Regions from separate parts of the Triticum aestivum genome. Here region 2 is linked to region 1. Evidence: chromatin contacts called from public Hi-C data. All regions are on one chromosome and are shown on one strand. Each heading gives the region's core, a stretch centred on a gene start, on an enhancer-like site or on the middle of the called end of the contact. The rest is flanking DNA. Distances are from core to core; before and after follow the strand shown. Region 1 holds the start of LOC123183368 (ATP-dependent Clp protease proteolytic subunit-related protein 1, chloroplastic). Region 2 holds the start of LOC123183369 (plant cysteine oxidase 2).

Region 1 (3,217 bases), core at 82-2,581:
CGATTATAAGGGTTGTCGTCAGTCGTAAACATTTCCATTTGAGATGGGCTTAAGCCATAGAGGAACTGAGGAACATTCTTGTAATTATCCATAACTGCAAGAAGGTTAAAAATGGCTTTAAAGCCGCACACAAAATAACTGGTACAGAAAGCGTTATGTTTAAGGTGCAATTGCTTATTGCCTCACCATAAAAAGGTAGCAACTGCTTGGTTCGTAAGCATGCAAGATGTGTCATATAGGGCATTTAACATGAAGCGTTTGATGAGACAAGACCACCTAGGAAGACAAAACATGGACATAGCATGTCTGGCACTTATACATAGTCAGCTTGCAAATGTCTACCATTTCTCCCCTGTGGGTTTCCTTACAAAAAAACGTCTACGGCTTCTTAACAACCACCAGGCAGTAAAATTGCCCTATGGATACATATTTTCCTACCATTTGGTAAGACAACGTGAAGATAATATATCGTGCAGTAGTAAACTTCTGAACATTCACAAACATTTGGACCTATAGACCATCCATAGCCCATTGACCCTGCTTAATAGCCTCAACTCCTAGTCATAGTTGAGTCAGCTGTATCCAACATCCTATCTACATTCTGGTACCGCCAATTGCCCTACAAAAGACTTATGTAGATCATAGCAGATAGGAGAAGTATCTCATCTTCGATGCCCTTTACATACATGGTTTTGTACAGTTGTACCGACCGGTTCGTGCCCAGGTGTGAGCGTTGAAATTGGGCAGTGAAATGCAGCAGTGAACTGTCTGAATCTACGAACCAGTAACTTAACTTGAAACAATCATAATCTGTATAGATAGTATTAATCGGATTATGATGAGTTCCAGCAGAATTAAGACGGACATCACATAGTTTATTCACAAAACTAAATACTACTCCTAGAGTATGTTTCTGCTGCTCCAAGGTTGAAGCCATGGCAGGCAGGATAAGTCCACTAGACAATAAGCCAGCCTAGCAAGATGCTCCAATGAATCTTTGAGGGGGGGAGAAGGGGGAGGGATCTCACGGCCATCCTTGAGGTTCTCCTCGCGGAACTGCTTGGGGATGTGGTCGTAGCTCCTTGGGGGCCCGTCGCCGTGGTAGTACTGGCACCTGCAGCCCCCCGCCGGCCTCCTCGCGAGCCTCGCAGCCGACTGTGAGTGGGAGTGGGAGGAGGAGTTGGGGAAGGGGGCCCTGGCCGCCGACGGCGAGGCGGCGGCGGGGCAGCGCACCGCGAGCGCCATGGGACGACGGCGTGGCTCGCTCGCTGGTGCTGGTGCCGGGGATTCGGATAACTGGAGTGGGTGTGGGGGGTCGTTTTTGCGCGGAACACCCCCGATGTTTTGTGGATCCGCGGATGGTCCCTCGGGCCTAGCCCATTGTAAGGCCCGGCCCAAAGGCCCAGTGTGCGACTCATTGTTTGCTCTCTTTTTTCAAGTTTTTGGAGTTTATCTCTTCTTTGCTCCATCAGGGTCGCCACTTGTGGCTAATTTATCCGCGTGGCCCCTCTTGTATACCCATGAACATCCACAATGATCAATAAAGGGCTGGCAATTCTATAAAAAGAAAAAAAAAGCAGTCTTTTCCCCTTAAAAAAGAACCCTCCTAACCGTATTTTGCTAACCTTGAATAGCCGCATGAATCATACATCATAAGGATGACCTCTTAGATGCCGTGTCATTGAACCTCTTCTTCACCGTCTAGACGGGCAGAAGAGAAAACCGGTGTGATGGTACAAAAGAAACAGTGTGGCAATACTCACGTCCCATCCGGTGTGTTTTTCCAATCTCCACCATGCGCATCGAAATTCGAAGGAGGCTTCTTCGGACAAGGTGTCACCTGGGTGTTGTAGTCTCCCCTCTCAACCTCCAGCTCGGAGTCTCCCTCTATGACCATCGTTGACTACGGCTTCTCTATGTGCATGGAGGCGTGTCGAAGCCTTTGGTTTGGGGATACGTTCCCATGTCAAGAGGGCTTGTGGACGGCCAATGTTGTATGCTTCATCCTTTCTTCCCGACTTCCCGAGAGCTTATTGTCGATGTCATGGACCCTCAAGATCTTGTGCATCAGTGTTTCTTGGATTTTAGGTCTCCGTCAGTGGAGGAACCATAACACTGCTACTTGCCGACGGCGAGGTCTTAGAAGATCGACAGCGGCGTCTAGTGATGAACTAGCTGCAACCTTGTAACACCTATTAGGATGCACAATGTGTGTCCATGTGTGTTCTGACATGGCCGTTATGTATGACCTTATTGTCGGTATTATGTACTAGGAGTGCTGACCACGTCGCCCCCCTGATAATGGGCTGGACCAAGCACCCCCCAAGTAAACACAAGTGGGCCACATTTGACCTGCCCACGACGTACTCAAAATGGAATCATCCAAAGACTTGGTCACATACTCCAAGACACATTTGAATCATCCGCATGTTTATCTCTTAATGTAACCGACCTACATGTAACCTAGGTACCCCTGGTATCTATATAAGCCAAGGTGTTTTAGGCCATAGGGTAGAGAATCATCCATTTACATACGATCTCATGGTAGATCATCATGTGCTTGTACTTCATCACAATTAATATAATAGAAGACACACGTAGGCCGGGTTTACCTCTTCAAGAGGACCTGAACCTGGGTAAGATACTGTGTCCCTGTACATCCTGTTACCATCTAGCTAAGATCACCAGCTCAGGATCCCCTATCCGAGATCCATCAGATTCAGCTCCGACATTGGTGGCCCATGCAGGTCCCACTGTGTGGTCAGAGTAGCTTAATGGCATCAGCGACCGACAATTAGATATGCATCGGGATGCGAAATCTCACTCTCCCTTTCTATTGTCGATTCTTCTATTCTATGTATTGTAGATGACACTGATAGGTGAATAAGGCAAAAGTCGTTGCACATGCCGGATTTTCGTTGAAGCATTTGGACCGGTAAGGGTTGTGTTACATGATGCTAGACCCGATGTGGTACAAATTTGTAATATGCAGGAGGATTTTTGGGTGGGACCGGGCTGGCGGACGTGTGCGTGGCAGTGGTCTGGACGCCTGCAAAGCCCTCAATTTGCCTCCGATTTGAGGGAAAATGGGCGTCCAAACCAGTCTGCGGATTGATGGTATACTGCGTTGGATGACAAATCGCGTCCAGACCATTCAGTCCAAACGGTTGCCAGCTGTTTAGGTGTCAACGATGGAGATCCTTACAAACATGCCCTT
Region 2 (3,053 bases), core at 244-2,743, 130 kb after region 1:
GCATTCTGCTTCCAATCTCCTTCAGGTAAGCCGCCCACCATCACCAATGCGGGTTCCATCAAGTTCAAAAATGGTACCATGGCACCTCTGGGTCGTCGTGCCCGCATCGATGCCGGTGCGCATGAGGCCACTTGATTCAAAGGCACATGCAACCTGCCGCGATCGACAACTTGCAAGGATAGGCCGACGGCTGGGGAGGCGATTGCTGCACGCAGAGCACACGTGGGCGCCGGTGTATCCCGAGGCGGCTTTCCTCCCGGCGGTCCTCCGCCTCTCTCTCACGACGGCTGAGACGGATGCGCGACACCTCCGTCACAACAATGCTAAGGCGCTTCGACTCGCCATAGAGCTGTCGGAGCGTGACACAAACAAGAAGGCGGTGGCCAAGGTGAAGCCAAGCCATCATGCGAAGGAGTTGGACTGCTTGCTCTGGAGGTTGTTAGGCTAAATATGCTTTGACGACTCTGACCTGACAGACAACTCCACATGCAGCTCCGACGACGACACACCGCTGCGCGCCTATGCATACATGGAGGAGGGGCTCAGACGCGCCGACAATCGCAAGGGGAAGGGGCGCCCGCGAGGATGTTTTCCTCCGCCCTTCCCCATTTTATCTATGTTTTATTTAGTTTGTAGTATGGATTTGCACTATATGTTGATGAACTATCGTCCTTTTGTGCGGTGATGAAATGGTGATCCGGCTGTATAAAGATGAACTTTATGTCGATCGTATTTATACGTAGCGTTGCATGGGTGAATCCGTGGGCGTTTGAGGGACAGATTTGCTAACCGTGGTTGTTGATGTTCTGACTCCACAATCATCCCCGTAAAACTTGACTGTTGAGTAAAAAGGCCAACCCCTCAAAAAAAAGAGTAATAAAGTCTAGTATATGATGCTCTAAAAAAATTGGTTCAAGTTCTGGTGCTCGCATTTATCCTGGGTTTATTTCAGCATTTCCGGCGATGCGCATTCAGTTGGAGGAGGAGATATTTCCGTCAACTACAAGGCGCATATGGCATCTTCGTAAAATCTCAAGATGATATGCCAGCTCCGTCTCTCGGAGATGCTCATAAGGATGAGTGTATGCGCGTATATATGAGCGCTTGCGTCTGTGCTGTGTTGAAAAAAAACTAGAAAAAACTCAGAGCTCAAAACAGGGTCTAGGCTTGAGAAGCGGCGGGGGGGCTCCAGCGTGGCAGGCCTGCTTGCCCACGTGGCCCGCACGCGCGTCCACGCGGTCCCCGGCCGCCGCCTGAGTGACCTGGCGGAGCGGGACGCCCGAGCGGCCGAGAGCCAGTGTGTAAATGTCCGGCATTAAATAAGCAGATATGCATATATATATACGCATATATATATATACTAATATAAAACGAATAATGCTGGGGATAGATGGAAGACGAATATTTGGGGAGTAAATGAGCAGAAATAAAGAAAACCAGAGGCAGTATTGGGTCGCCCACAGGAATCCATTCGCTCTCTCGCGCTGCTGTGCCTTCGTCTCCCCCCGTCCGCCCCCGGTTTTGGCTTCTCTCCGGGCGGATTCCTCGTCGTCTTCATACGAGGAGGGATGGACGCCCCGCCGATACTCGCCAATATATACCCGCCCCGTCCCCCGACCCGGCCTCCACACTCGACCCCACCCCCGCCCCCGCCCTCGCCGCCGACGACCCCCTCCTCCTCCGCAGCGGCGACCCGAGATCCGCCCTTCCCCGACGACCATGCCGGTGGCGCAGGCGGGAGGGCAACCCGTGGCCGCGGACACCGCCTCGTCCCGCAGGAACCGCCGCCGCAACAAGAAGTCCTCCAACGCCAGCGCCAACGCCGCGGCCCCCGTGGTCGCTGTTCCGGCGCCGGTGCCGCCCACGCCGATGCAGCGCCTCTTCGACACCAGCCGCGAGGTCTTCGCCGGCTCCGCCCCCGGCTTCGTCCCCCCGCCCGACGCCGTCGCCCGCCTCGCCGCAATCCTCAGTGAGCATCCCCTCCCCATCCCTCTCCCGTACCCAATTACGCATGGTAGGTAGGTTGCTGTCCCAAGTTCGATTCTCCGTCCGACTCGATTCGGCCAGGTGAATTCGTTCGGGATGGCATGGGCGCCCATCAATCCGTGTTTCCCGTGCTTAGGATTTAGGAGGATGCAGTCGCAGGAGAATGATGATTAGACTATTACAGAGTCAGCACGCATGTAGAATGGGCTGTCCCGCGACTTGTCCACGTCGCGGCGGGCTCCTATCGACCCGTGACTCCTACATACATGCTCCTTTTCTGGCATGCCACGAGGTCGAGGCCCCTGCTGTTCCTTTTTTGCCATGCACGCGCCGGCATGTCTGCCTGCCTGCCCGCCCGTGCCACGCCACGCCACGCCATTGCACAACCACTGATCATCATGTTCTACTACTCATATTAAGTGTGTTCAAGTGTATACTGCTGAACCTGACAGCGGCCACCATTGTCAGTGCAAGTGATTTTGCATGCTACTCATTTCTCCCATGAGTTTTTCATCGGTCTGCGTAGGGTTTCATACATGCATTGCATTGCATTACTCGGACACTTGTGTCACTAGTGTCCGAGTAAGTTTGGAGTTTACAGTATTCATTCATATTGTGTGATGATGAGTTTGTGTCACTCTGCATGCATGCCCAGTTCTGCACAAGCGTTGCTTTGCTACTGCTCTGCTTCCGTTCCTCGCTGCTGCTGGTGCTGGTAATCACTCTGGCAGCACAAGCCTTTTCGCTGATACATCATCAAGTGATTTTCGTGTCTTGTTGGTACTAGCAGCCTTTCTAAATTTAATTCTGAATCTGATTAGTGTTTCTGCCGCCGTCTATGTCTTTCAAAAGCAATTTCTGGGGTCATGCACCTGCATTTTTATATATGTTTATCCAAATATCATGTCATACCTGACCTGTCAATCAATATGCTGAGATGCATCTTATCTGAGCACTACACTGTTGGTTGGTTTCAGATGGCCTGAAGCTGCAAGATGTTGGCATAGACACAAGCATGACGTGCTTCAAGCGCAGCGAGCCGAGGGGGCCTCCTGCAGTCACCTATC

What was found. Hi-C and Micro-C count contacts between places; a contact is called where the count stands out from the background.
Region 2: a Hi-C map of leaf shows a contact between it and region 1, with 2.6 times the contacts expected there. The contact joins the promoter of LOC123183369 here to the promoter of LOC123183368 in region 1. A contact is called at or near these places in 3 of 5 Hi-C or Micro-C datasets (all in leaf).

What each region holds. Positions count from the first base shown.
Region 1 is chr1D:490,613,610-490,616,826 of IWGSC CS RefSeq v2.1, forward strand. It overlaps LOC123183368 (ATP-dependent Clp protease proteolytic subunit-related protein 1, chloroplastic), which reads right to left and starts at 1,332. Exons shown (of 9, transcript XM_044596162.1): 1 at 1,029-1,332; 2 at 1-94. The coding sequence starts at 1,245.
Region 2 is chr1D:490,745,702-490,748,754 of IWGSC CS RefSeq v2.1, forward strand. It overlaps LOC123183369 (plant cysteine oxidase 2), which reads left to right and starts at 1,494. Exons shown (of 5, transcript XM_044596163.1): 1 at 1,494-1,969; 2 at 2,964-3,053. The coding sequence starts at 1,720.